2 separate regions of the Mus musculus genome follow, and region 2 is linked to region 1. Evidence: chromatin contacts called from public HiChIP or PLAC-seq data. All regions are on one chromosome and are shown on one strand. Each heading gives the region's core, a stretch centred on a gene start, on an enhancer-like site or on the middle of the called end of the contact. The rest is flanking DNA. Distances are from core to core; before and after follow the strand shown. Region 1 has its middle 27 kb from the start of Has2. Region 2 has its middle 77 kb from the start of Gm38516.

Region 1 (5,802 bases), core at 1,244-3,743:
TTAAAGGCCTGTGCCACTACTGCTGGGCTGCTTAAGTCTTGATGCATATTAATTTTATACTCTGCTTAGCACCTTTATTATAACTATAACTAAGAGTGACTCATTCACTTAGGAAAATCTTGTTCATAAAAATATTTCACCCATTTATAGTAAGAGAGAAAAAAGTTCTAGAGATGATAAGGAAGACAGAGTTATACAAAGTCTCTCACTTTTGGTGTAACAACATGCAGTTTGTGGTTAAATAGGAAAATGCTCACAGAAAATTTGTTTAGTAGATACAATGATCCTATTTTATGAAGGGAAATATGAATTTGACTGGTAATTTTGTTAAGATTATAGGAAGTTTTGATATCTGGCATGTGTGGCCTCTTCCCTGCTTTTAATTGGTTACATCTCAGTTCAAGTTGTTGAGTGTAGATTAGAAATATTAGAAACCTTGGCAAGCCAAAAACACTCAGCACATAAACAAGTGAATCAAGGAACAGTGTGTGACTGATTCAGGACTAGTATGAGAAACACTTCCTTACAGAAGTTAAGAACTAATCTGAGACTTGCATGTGACTGCCTAGGTCAGCAAGACAATGATTTATTTAAAAACAAAAAAACAAACAAACAAAAAAAAAGAAGTGTTACTGGGAGTCTGTGATCCATGCAGAGATGAGTTCCACTCTCAATTTAAAGTTATTGATTTGTCTTGCTATCAATATGCAATGACAGCATTGATCATGAGTGCTGTTACTTAACATATACAGAGTCAAACAGGCAGTTATTTCTCAGCAAACATGATCTGGAATTGTTTTATCAACTGCCAAATTCTTAAGATGTTTTGTATTATATTTATTCATAAATTTTGTCGAGTGTGTGTGTGTGTGTGTGTGTGTGTGTGTGATAGCACATGAGTGCAAATCAGAGGACAATCCAAGATAGTTGGTTGTTTCCTTCTGCCACATGTCCTGAGGATTGAAATAAGGTCATTGGGCTTGGTGGCAAGCACCTTTACCTGATGAGCAATCTCCCCATTTCCCCACCTTATCCCATCTTCTATTCTATACATGATAGAGAGGAGCCTTAGAGAGTTAATTTAAACTCATTCTTTTTACTAAATCATTTTTGTTCATTTGACTGATCACTTTATCATGGGAAACTAGTAGGCCATGAGTCATCCCATTAAAAAACAAATAAACGTTTGTCTGAGTTAGCATATAGCTTTGTGTATGCCAATACTGTTAATGAACTACTGGTTTTACAGAGATACCAAAGTAGATGTCAGATCTTTATCCAACATCTCCACATCTGAAGACATTACCTCCTTTGTCTTGGTATCATCCCTTGTAACATAATTGTGGCCTCAAAATTTGGGGTACTTTAAGCTTTGTGATAGGATGGTAGACACCAGTTTCTATGTCTTATAGGACTAATGAATATACCAGATTTTAGATTCCTAAATGAAAATTTCTGGAAACCTGTCTGAAGAAAGGAACATCTATCTCTTAAAGTTTTCTCTTTCCTGAGTTTCAGTGTTCACAGTATCCCCATTGACAGAGAGAAACAGCACACTCATAGTATCTTTAGTTGACTTAACATCATGAACTTATCAGTGTGTCCTGTTTGGTAGTTCTACTGTCCTAAACAGTGAGATTGGCCACCTGACTTCGTCACTTCCCCACAAATCATCACATGTGGAACCCAGAAACGTAACAGAGACAGTTATCTCTTATTCCCAAAAGATAAGGAAATCTCCTAAAGTTCTCATCCGTTGTGAAGCACTTGAGGGCACACTGTAGGGCTCCTGGGAAATCTGCACTTGAAAATGCCTCTCCATGGCAACCAGGCAGAACTTGAAGCCTGGTTTTTCTCATCCACACTCAACTGATAATTCAGAAGCAATGAAGTGAAGCGACTGGTAGTACACTTGTCTCTGTCTCCAAGCTGGAATAGGGAAAGAGACAACATTTCCTGGGGATAAGATAGAATCTAGGTTTACAGAGGATCAAGTCCTAGTGATATCCAGGCTCACTGTTATTCTTGTAACAGCCAAGGAAGTTTCCATCAGCCTTGGCATCATTAATACCTACATAGAGCCACTTCTCAGCAATTAAAAACAAAAGCCAACAGGAAGGTAAATAACTATGGAGGCTTGGGTTTCACTTCTCTGTATTTCAGTAATCTCGAAGCAGCTCAAACAAACAGGATGAAGTAAGAGAAGGTATGAGTAACAGCTTCTCTCATGTTTTCTCTAGCTGTTGGGATTTGTCTCACATTTTAGGTTCCCTTAGGAAGCCAGATAAATGTTCAATTTTAGTTAACTCCATAAATTCAGAAATGGTTAATATGACTCATCTGAGAAACAGCCATTGCAATGATTTATGTCTAAATGTTGGTTTTTATAGCCATTTGATATTAGAATTGGAAAGAAAGGATGTAAGTCATGGTCTCTGCATCCCTGAGTCATTGTTCCTTACCTACGTAACGCCTATGATCTAGCTGTGATCCATGCTTGGAAGTTGGCTTGGCTTACAACTCAAGGCAGACCTAAGATTTCTATGATAGAGGTTAGAATGGGAATAGACATGAGGAAAGCCCTACACAGTGAGATGAGTAAAAGGAGTATGAGCCATTAGCAAGACAAATGTTAAAGGTTACAAGGTGACAGATGCCTCAAGGAAGTATTTGTGTAGACTGCTATTGTGATACAATCTTGAGGCTAGTTTTTCCCAACATCCAAGACAGTGAAATTGTTCACAAAGATGACACACTTTCCTGTCATCCAATTAAAAAAAAACAAAACTATTACTTTCATCTCAACCCACCAAAAATGCCTTAACAGTCTGCTCCCCTTTGCTCCCCTTTGAAGGGTTATAGATCACAAAGAGGGCAGACTGTCTGAGACACCGAAGTCTTGTAGGGAAGACACGCATATATGTGTGAGTTTCTAAATCAGGGCATATTTGGCTGAGTTCTGGTATCATTTCCTCATGCAATCCTTCTGTGGCTTCTCAAATGTGGGTTTATGCTCCCGAATCTGGATACCCACAGGATATGCTAATGTAGCCAAGAATGTCCATTGCTAACTGATATCCAGACTCTCTTTCCTAATGATCAAATTCCAGTTTGATGTTTGCTATCATTACTTGCAGAGTACTACTACCCTTGCCCACAAAAAGTCCCTTGTAACTAGATTATCACCATATGTATCAGTGGCTTTTCTGTTTCTGTGACAAAATACCTGATAGAAGTGACAAAAAGATTTTCCACAGGCTGGTGGTGGTAGCATATGTCAGTAGAGGTAACAACTGGAGGGTTACAATATGAAGGCCATGTTAGTAAGTAGCTCATTTATGACAGAATGAGTGTGTGGTAGAAGTTGTTTGTACTCACGTTTACCAAGAATCAGAAAGAATAGTAAGGAAACAGGGCCTGGCTATAGTCTTCCAGAGCAGCTTTCCAAGGCTCACTACTAAGGAGTTAGTTCTGCGAAAGAATTCATGTCCTTAAGGTTCATTGTGCCCCACCAGAGTCCCAAACCCCCAGACAACAGATTGTGGGAACATTTTGTTTTTAAACCATAACACCATCTGATTCACTTGTGGTCAAAATGAAGTAAGTAATTTAGTCAGTCTATAGGTTCTGCCTACACTCTCCTTCTCTTTCTTAACCCTCGCACAGCCCTCCTTGAGGCAGATTACTGGGTAGATGTGATAGGAGATATCCAAGCACCATCTTGGACCTCATGATTGATGTCTTTGACAATGGGAACCATGTGCTAACAATAGCAAAGTAGTAACACGAACTTGAAGACCATAAACTTAGTGGAAATGGTTTGTCGGATCGAATGCTGTGTAACTGCCAGGGAATTTGAAATGAGACAAAGAAATGTGTACCCTCTAAGCTATGATGGGTTTTCTCTTGAATACAGACAAACTGTTTCACAACCAACTATTTTGCCTTAAAACTTAACCCATTGGTTTCTTCCTCAGTTTCTTCATTCTCTATATATACAGACTTGAATCCCATTAAAGGAACAGGACATAGTCTTTCTGGCCAATTTATGGATTAAATATCCATATTCAGGAATTAACTATGAAAGCAGAATGGTGAACAGGTCATGAAAGATAAGCTTCTATATTGGGAAGGTCTTATGGTCAAAATATTAATCAAATGAAGAGTTTGGTTTGGTTTGGTTTTGTGGCTCTATGGGTTGAACTAAGAACTTGGGGCCTGCTCAGCAAGCACTGTACCACTGAGCTGCATCTGAATGGAGATTTGCAGTGTACACTGAACTATACATACACAAAAGAAGGCTAAGGACATGGAAAAATAAGAAACCATACAAACAATTGCTTAGTGTCATTAAATAGGAAGTTTGGAGTGTGTGTGTGTGTGTGTGTGTGTGTGTGTGTGTGTGTATGGGGGAGCCAACTAGAGCTGGTCCAAAGAAACTCTGAGAGTTATAGCTTACCTTGCTTTGATTTTAAATCTCTCTTTTCTGCGTTCTTCAACATATTTTTGCAACTTTGCTACCTGCAGCCTCCACTGTCAAGGAGCTGTTACTAAGAAATACTAGCAATCCAGAGGAAATCCAGAGGAAGGGATAGGAAACATGTCCCTTCAGATTTTTTAGTGCAGCCCTTAGAGAGAAGATGCATCTGTGAATATGTGTTGGAAATGCTGGTGGAATTCTGCTGACCTGATAGGAATTCAGGATTGAAACAGGGTAGAAAGGTCTAAGGATCATGGCCCATCAGATCCCCAGTAGTGTGAGTCCATTGCCCAGGCCCAGAAGCTTGTTTGCACAGTCAGGAATAGTAGTATTTTCACTCACTGCATTTGTAAAACGTGACTCGGCTCGACTTTCAACACTTTTATTGCCAATCGTTTATTACCTGTTCATCTGAGACCTTTGCTGAGACAGAACTTGAGACAAATGAGACAGAGCTTGTATTCAAGGAAATCATATAAAGGCCATTATCTCCAGGACAAAATCTGAACCTACACGAGGTAGTTGTCAGTCTGACATGTGCCTACCCATTCTTTCACTATTATATTGGTCTGGCCTTAGTCTCATCCTGTGACTATTTTATAATACTAATTTACCACCTTGAGTTTTATCAATTCATTGATCCATCGTGGTCCTTCCTGATTCATTCTGAAAGAGGTTTGATGTGTGTGCTGTGAGATACAAAGTGAACATTCAGATTACATGGCTGACAGTACATTACCTGCTTATATTTTTATTTATTTTTATTTTTTTATTTTTATTTTTTATTTTTTGGTTTTTTTTGAGACAGGGTTTCTCTGTATGGCCCTGGCTGTCCTGGAACTCACTTTGTAGACCAGGCTGGCCTCGAACTCAGAAATCCGCCTGCCTCTGCCTCCCAAGTGCTGGGATTAAAGGCATGTGCCACCATGCCCGGCTATTACCTGCTTATAAAACACAGTAATGAGAAAGCTGATTTTTTCGTTTTTGCTGACATCTGTTTTCCCCAATTTCTAGCCTTTGGGTTTTAAATTATCAAATCTCCTTCTCTTCTGTGCTATTTTTGAATTTTAAAGCGGGAACCCCGGCCGCACAGGTTAGCTTGGAATTCTCAGGGAAGCTGGGGATGATTTTCTTGCCTCCATCTCCCAATGTTAGTAATGCCAGTGTATGCCCCACATGTGAGCTCTTCCAACTCGTTTTTTACCAATCCTGTTATGAAAAACACCAGACATACCTCTTGTTTGAACGACATAGACATATTTCCGATATATAATTAGAATCATGATTGTTAGTAAAGTCATATGTAGATTTCAATTTTGCTT
Region 2 (6,583 bases), core at 1,733-4,232, 120 kb after region 1:
TTTATTTCTGATTTGACTCACTTCTTCATTGAGTACAAAAAGTTTGTTGTTCAATTTGCATTAGTTTGTAAGCTTTCTGTTGTTTCTAATATTGATATCTGTTATTGATATTGAGCTTTAATTCATGGTAGTCTGATAGGGTGCAAGCAGTTATTTTGTATTCTTGTATCTATTTAAGTCAATTTTTGATAAATTTCTCTGAGAAGAAGTAATAATCTTTTGTGTTTTGGTGGAATGTTCTGTAAATATCTGTTAGGTTCATTTGATTTACGTAAGTTAGTGCTGCTAGCATTTCTCTTTTTAGTTTTTGTCTGGATGAGCTATTGAAGTTTCTCACTATCAGTGTGTGAGGATTAATATATGATTTAAGCTACAGTAGTATTTTACAAACATGGTTACCCTTATGTTTCGAGACTTGTATAGATGTTAAGAATTGAAATATCATCTCAGTGATTTTTTTTGTCTTTCATGAATATGTAGTGGCCTTCCCTATGTTTTTTTTTTTTAAATTAATTTTTGTTTGAAGTCTATTTTGTTAGATACAAAGCTTTTCAGATCCCTTTAGTCTGAAGTGATGTTAATCCTTGATGTTAAGGTGTGTTTATTTTAAGGAATAAAACAATGGGTTTTGTTTTTACATACATTTTGTTAATCTGTGTCTTTTGGGGATGAAATTGAGGCCAATGATACTGACACATACTAATGACCAATGATTGTTAATTTTGTTATTTTGTTGTTGGTAGTGGTGTCTGTTTCCGTTCTTAAGGTTTTGCCAATGTGAGAATCTTTATTTCCTATGTTTTCATGTATGTGTTTAACCTACTTGGTTTGGATTTTTCCTTGTAGCACTTTCATACTGCTGGACTTGTGAACATTCTTTAAATTTGATTTTAACATGAAATATACTTTTAAACTCCATTTACAGAGCTTAAAGTTTTACTGAGTATAATAATCTGAGCTGACATCTGTGGTCTCTTAGAATCTGCTGTACATTTGTGTCTCCATTGAGAAATCAGGTGTAGTTTTCTATTTTTTATTGATTCTTTGTGAATTTCATATCATGCACCCAGTCTCACTCATCTCCCATTTCCTTAGGACCTGCCCTCTGCCCTTGCAACCTCCCCAACACAAGAAAAAAATTTTTGTTGTAGAACCTGTAGTGTGTCCTGGTGTTACGCATAGTATACCCTCACCCTTTTGTTCACACTTCTTTACTTGCAAATGTTCATTGTAACGAGTCATTGGTCTGGTTTTGAGGCCTCTGACTTCTGTTACACTAGCAATACTGGATCCTCACTGGGTTTCCCTGGGATATCCTGAGGCTCAATGTGTGTCATTGAGACCCTGAAGTTTGGCATCTGTTGTGTCATCCCTTTCACATGCTCCAGAAGTTTGTCAATGGGATAGATGTTAGGGTGGGCTAACTCAAAGCCCTGGATCTGGGCCTGGGTGGTAGCTGAGCTGGACTTCCTGCCAGCTGTCTCAACACCAGGGTGGATTCTCCAGCACTTCCCTAACTAGCTCATCTAATGCTGTAGGTAGCAAGGGTCAGAGGCAGCTCTCCTGCTTTTATATCCTAAGGACTGGTTCACCTGCCACCCCACCAACTAGGTCTAGCTCTATCTACACTGCTGGCCAGTGGAAGCACAGGATCTACTCCCCTAAACACTGTAGCCAGTGAGTTGCAGGGCCAGCTCTTCTGCTCTTAAAATTCCAGGTCTAGCTCTACCTCCTGTTTGTGGTCCAGAGGGCTAATCTAAAACTATTTGTTATTCAGTGTCTGTAGTGGATTCCCTTTTCTGCAAAGGTCACCATGGCATGACCTATCCAGAAAGTAAGGGTAGAATAAATTGGTTTACTTACATTTAACAGAAACCCAATGATCAAGAGTAAATTTCCATCACAGCATGTGAATTCCACCTTAAGATCAATGTGTCAGTGGATGAGTAGAATAGAATGAGAGGTGTCTATGATAGAGATCTAGAACAACAAATGATGCTTGGCACTAATGAACCATCATAATGAGCAGACATGACCTCCAGAGTGGTGGTACATGGCAAAGAAGTCATTGAATTCATCAGATTTCAATTCTGTGTTTGTTTTTCTTTGTCCAGAACAATCTATACAACACAAGATTCTGGATCAATTTGAAGATTAGGATATAGTAGACACAGAGACTGTACTTACTATTATTAATCAAATGGAGGCCAAGTGAAAATAAAGGTAAATTATGGGAGGCAAATAAAACTGATAACTACAAATTGATGAGGCTTGGCTTCATTCTTAGTGTCCCATGCTCTATCTTTTGCCCTGAATTTTGTGTCTTCTCAGAAACATACAATACAGATTTCAGTGTTACAGTTAAGAATTCTGTCTTTTCCATGTCAGCACAAGTTAGCTTCAACTCTGCATCAGTCCCTTGAGCCACACCTCTTACTCATTTTGTATTCTAAGATGAAGAAGGGCTTCCTCTCCGGAATACTGCAATCATGTGACAGTGCTTACAGCTGCCACATATGATAGTTTGCCTATAACATACAAATCACTTCAACATACCACTCACTGACCAAAAAGTGTTACATGGTCAATCCTGTCTTAGTGGAGTAGAAATATGATTTTCCTGCTCGTTGCTGTGTCAGTCTCATAGCAATATGGAAGAATGTATAGGTTTCCTAATGAAAAGAAACACGTTAAAAAACAAATTTGTATAATCAAAAATCTTGATATTTCCAATGACTTGTGGGAAGTTGTTTCTTTGCATTATTATGGGAAACATAAAATAGAAACCAGTCTGCTCAAAATTAATGAGACAAGATTTTTACTGGAAACTGAAGCGTCTCTTTTCGAAATGTACAAATATGTCTTTATCTTCTCTGTCCAGTGGGATGCCCTCAGGGCATGAGCTGTCCACTGACTATGATCCTTCCACACATTCCAAATGTCCATTTGTGGTAGCCACTGTGTTCAATAGTGGGAGCAAATGCCCATTTGTACACTTGCCAGTGAAAATGTGGTTCGGTGGAATGAGGCCCTTGCCACCACAAAGGAGTCTGAGTGATTCAGAAAGGAAAGGTTCTGGCTCTTCTCCTCAGTGAGTCAAAACTGATGACTCTCACCCCATGAGAGTTCACTGCATTGAGCTTCAAGAAACAGGAGAAAATGCATCACCTTGTCCCGAGCTTCCAGCAAGGTACTCAAGAGACTACGAGTTGGAACAATGTTTCTTTTCAAAAGAAGTTTTAAGTTGTTCTTTAGTTGTTATATATGTTTGGAAATTCTAGGGAATCAACATAGGGTAGGTAAGTATTCTCCCACAGAGCTATATCCTGGTCTCTTAACCTCAAATCTTCAGAAAAATGAGGAAAATACAGATTTTGGAGTTGGGTATTCAGACAAACATAGTAAATGGGTTTTAAACGCACTTTATGAACTGACCAAGATATATTCTGATCACTGGTAGATAAGCACTTCTGTATTTGAACACATTTTATACATTAGTTTCATTATTCTTGCTGAGACTACTGTGGCAGGCAAATATTAAGACTTTGAAAAGTCAATAGACACTTAGATCACGTCTTAAAGTTTTGGGAGTCTTAGATTTATAATCCTAAACATTATATACAAATATGTAATCAGTTTATTTTACTAATATTCTATGTGGTTTTATATATAATATATTAAATAATTCATAAAAATAAAAATGTTTATTTCACTTAGACATGTTAAATTTCATGATTAAAACAATTTTAATCCAAACTATTTCCTGTGTGAAAGTCTTTTGCTGTTTATTAGTTATTGAATATGAAGTATTTGCACTCATTTATTGGAGTATTTACTATATATTTTTACAAATATCATATTGGTTTTAAAAGGAGTAGCTAGCTTGTTTACTACTACTAGATGCTACTCTTTTGTACCTTTATTTTATACGTGCGTGTGTGTGTGTGTGTGTGTGCTTGTGTGTATGGATGCCTATATACGGACTTTTGAGGCAGGGATCACATATCCCAGGCTATCTGAGGCTTGCTATTTGGCCAAGGATGACCTTGAACTCCTGATTTACCTGACTAACCCTTCAGTTTGTCTGTTGCTTTGGAAATGTAAATGGTATGAGAATGTGCATATTGCAGAAGGGAAGCACTCTGGGCTTAGTCAGACTTGCTTTTTAGCAAAAGGAATGAGGCTTCTCTCCTGAATATACATGTTCTGCTGGACATTTCATTCAAATATTTACCCCTGGGCTGGGGATGTAGGTCAGTGAAAGGTCATCTGTCTGACTTCCATGAGGCCCTGGGTCCGAGTTATAGTACTGCAAAGAAGAAAGTCTCATTACTTCATTCTATGAACTGTTAAATAACACTTGCAAACTTCAATGCTAATTTGAAGATCTTCAGTAACATTCATTCTACAAGTATCTTAAAATATTGTTGGTAATGTAACACTTTATTTGAAGGGCTCCAAGACAAGATTTTGATGTGAATTCTCATACATACACAACACAGAGATTTTTCCATTACAACCTGTATAATTCACTCATTCATGAAATTAGTCACTATTTTATCAATATTAAGCAGTGACCCTAAGATCCTAAAACCCTGTCTAAAATGGTGAATTACAGTGATATAGATGTGTGTGTGCTTGTGTGTATGGATGCCTATATACGGACTTTTGAGGCAGGGATCACATATCCCAGGCTATCTGAGGCTTGCTATTTGGCCAAGGATGACCTTGAACTCCTGATTTACCTGATTAACCCTTCAGTTTGTCTGTTGCTTTGGAAATGTAAATGGTATGAGAATGTGCATATTGAGAGATCCAAAATATTTCCCCTATAATCTTACAAAACTCACACCAAGAAAGACTTGTATCTCTGTAAAAATCCTTTCCTCCCACTACTCTCTGATCTTCAGTAAACTAATTAAGACCTTCTGCTTCAAGCAGAATAAATAAATAAATAAATAAATAAATAAATAAATAAAATAATCTAGACTTATATCCTCAACATATGTACTTCCTCTCGTACATTTGTGGGCTATCACTGAATGGACATTAGGAATGGCTTTCCTTTATGAACTAGATGGCTGGTTAAGCCATTCTCTTCAGGCAGATCATCCAAATCTTCAGAATTTCTGGCACTTTAGAACAAAACAGACTTCCTATTATTCTTTCCATATCTACTCTTTATTTTAACTAGAAAAGGGATTCTCAACTTGTTTGCAGTTATGAAATAGAAACTAAATAGTTTTATGGCTGGGGGTCACCACAACATGAATTCATATTAAAAGTTTGCAGCTTTTAATATGAGAACCTCTGATCTAGAGACTAACATTTTGAAGGTCAACGAGCCACTGGTAAATTTGTGGGATAAAACAATTTGCATTTTATTTACAGATTACATGCTACAAGTGTTCCAGTTACTTGGTCCGAACCAGTGAGATGTAGCTGGGAGGATTCTACATCTGTCCAGCCTTGTGTCAGGGATTCTCTGTGGGTTTTTTCTGACAGCTTCCATGTGGGATGCTAAGAAAGGCTGAAATGGAAGAAGATCGAAAATGTGAGGCTTGGGTGGGGCCCAAATCTTCCAGATGTGACTGCTTTCATAATTTCAATGGGAATTCAAGGACCTACCCTCCTCTTTGACAGAGATAGCAAGTGCCTCATCTCATAATCAGAAAAACATGGTCACTAGAGCAGGGATATCAGCAAACAACTTTGTCTGCAGGCTCCTCTGGACACAGCATGCATAAGAAACCCAAGTGTCACTTCTTATTGTTCTATTTGAGATGTCAAAGACATGTCAGATTGCATTATTTATTTCTAAGTAGAGAAATTTGACTCTATCTTCTACGTATTCCTCTGTGAGAACCAGTTTAATCTCTGAATAAACAAGAAACTTATATGAGGAAATTACTTTCAAGTGAGTAAATGTTTGTCTGACTGGAAGTCTCTCTTTCTACTGGCTTCCCTCAAGTCTACAGGCACAGGCTTAGTGGTGGGAGGAAGTGTTTTAAGCAAAATTCCTGTGGTCATTTTTTCCATTTTCAAGCAATGGGTCACTTAGTATGCCTGGAGATTTGCCAAGTAGTTTACTTTTCTGCATCATTTAAGCTAATTCTTTGTAAGACATATTTCCTGCCCAATTGGGAAAATGGACAAAGAATGAAGAAGAAGGAAAAAAAAAAAAACAGACAAAATGGAATAAAACCATGGCAACTGATTGAAAGCCATTATGTAGAATACAGTTAAGGAATAGGTATAATAAAAGAGAATGATAGAATTATGTATAGTTCTTTCTGCATAGTTTACCATTAATTCCTTTGAAATATGTGTATAAAATCAGTTAAAAGTTGTATATTAATTAGTAGAAGCAGAATGTAAGCTATTACTTTCCTTTAATTTAGTGTCACATATTTTAAATATTGGAAAGGTGCTTTGGGAAGTCATATTTGAAACTCAAATAAGTCTAGTTTTATATCATATATATATATATATATATATATATATATATATATATATGCAGTTAAAGGAGTTTCCTATTTCAGAGGCTGTGTTCCCAGGTTAATTATGTTTCCATTACTCAATG

Evidence for each region. HiChIP or PLAC-seq counts read pairs in DNA pulled down with a chosen protein or histone mark.
Region 2: an H3K27ac HiChIP or PLAC-seq map of embryonic fibroblasts shows a contact between it and region 1, with 24 read pairs. The contact joins two enhancer-like sites. A contact is called at or near these places in 1 of 15 datasets of contacts at CTCF or cohesin (the NIH/3T3 cell line), 3 of 484 Hi-C or Micro-C datasets (the F1.1 cell line, adipose-derived mesenchymal stem cells and nephron progenitors) and 1 of 115 datasets of contacts at active chromatin or transcription factors (embryonic fibroblasts).

The regions. Positions count from the first base shown.
Region 1 is chr15:56,719,003-56,724,804 of GRCm38.p6, forward strand. No RefSeq gene overlaps it. Among named protein-coding and RNA genes, the nearest start is that of Has2, 27 kb to the left of the region's middle. RefSeq lists an enhancer at 1,137-2,669. Within about 2 kb of position 2,494, at least 30 of the 459 cell types and tissues checked have an H3K27ac peak or open chromatin away from gene starts, as enhancers often do. A contact at or near this core is called in the NIH/3T3 cell line, adipose-derived mesenchymal stem cells and embryonic fibroblasts, where this site is marked.
Region 2 is chr15:56,838,754-56,845,336 of GRCm38.p6, forward strand. No RefSeq gene overlaps it. Among named protein-coding and RNA genes, the nearest start is that of Gm38516, 77 kb to the left of the region's middle. Within about 2 kb of position 2,983, at least 43 of the 459 cell types and tissues checked have an H3K27ac peak or open chromatin away from gene starts, as enhancers often do. A contact at or near this core is called in the NIH/3T3 cell line, adipose-derived mesenchymal stem cells and embryonic fibroblasts, where this site is marked.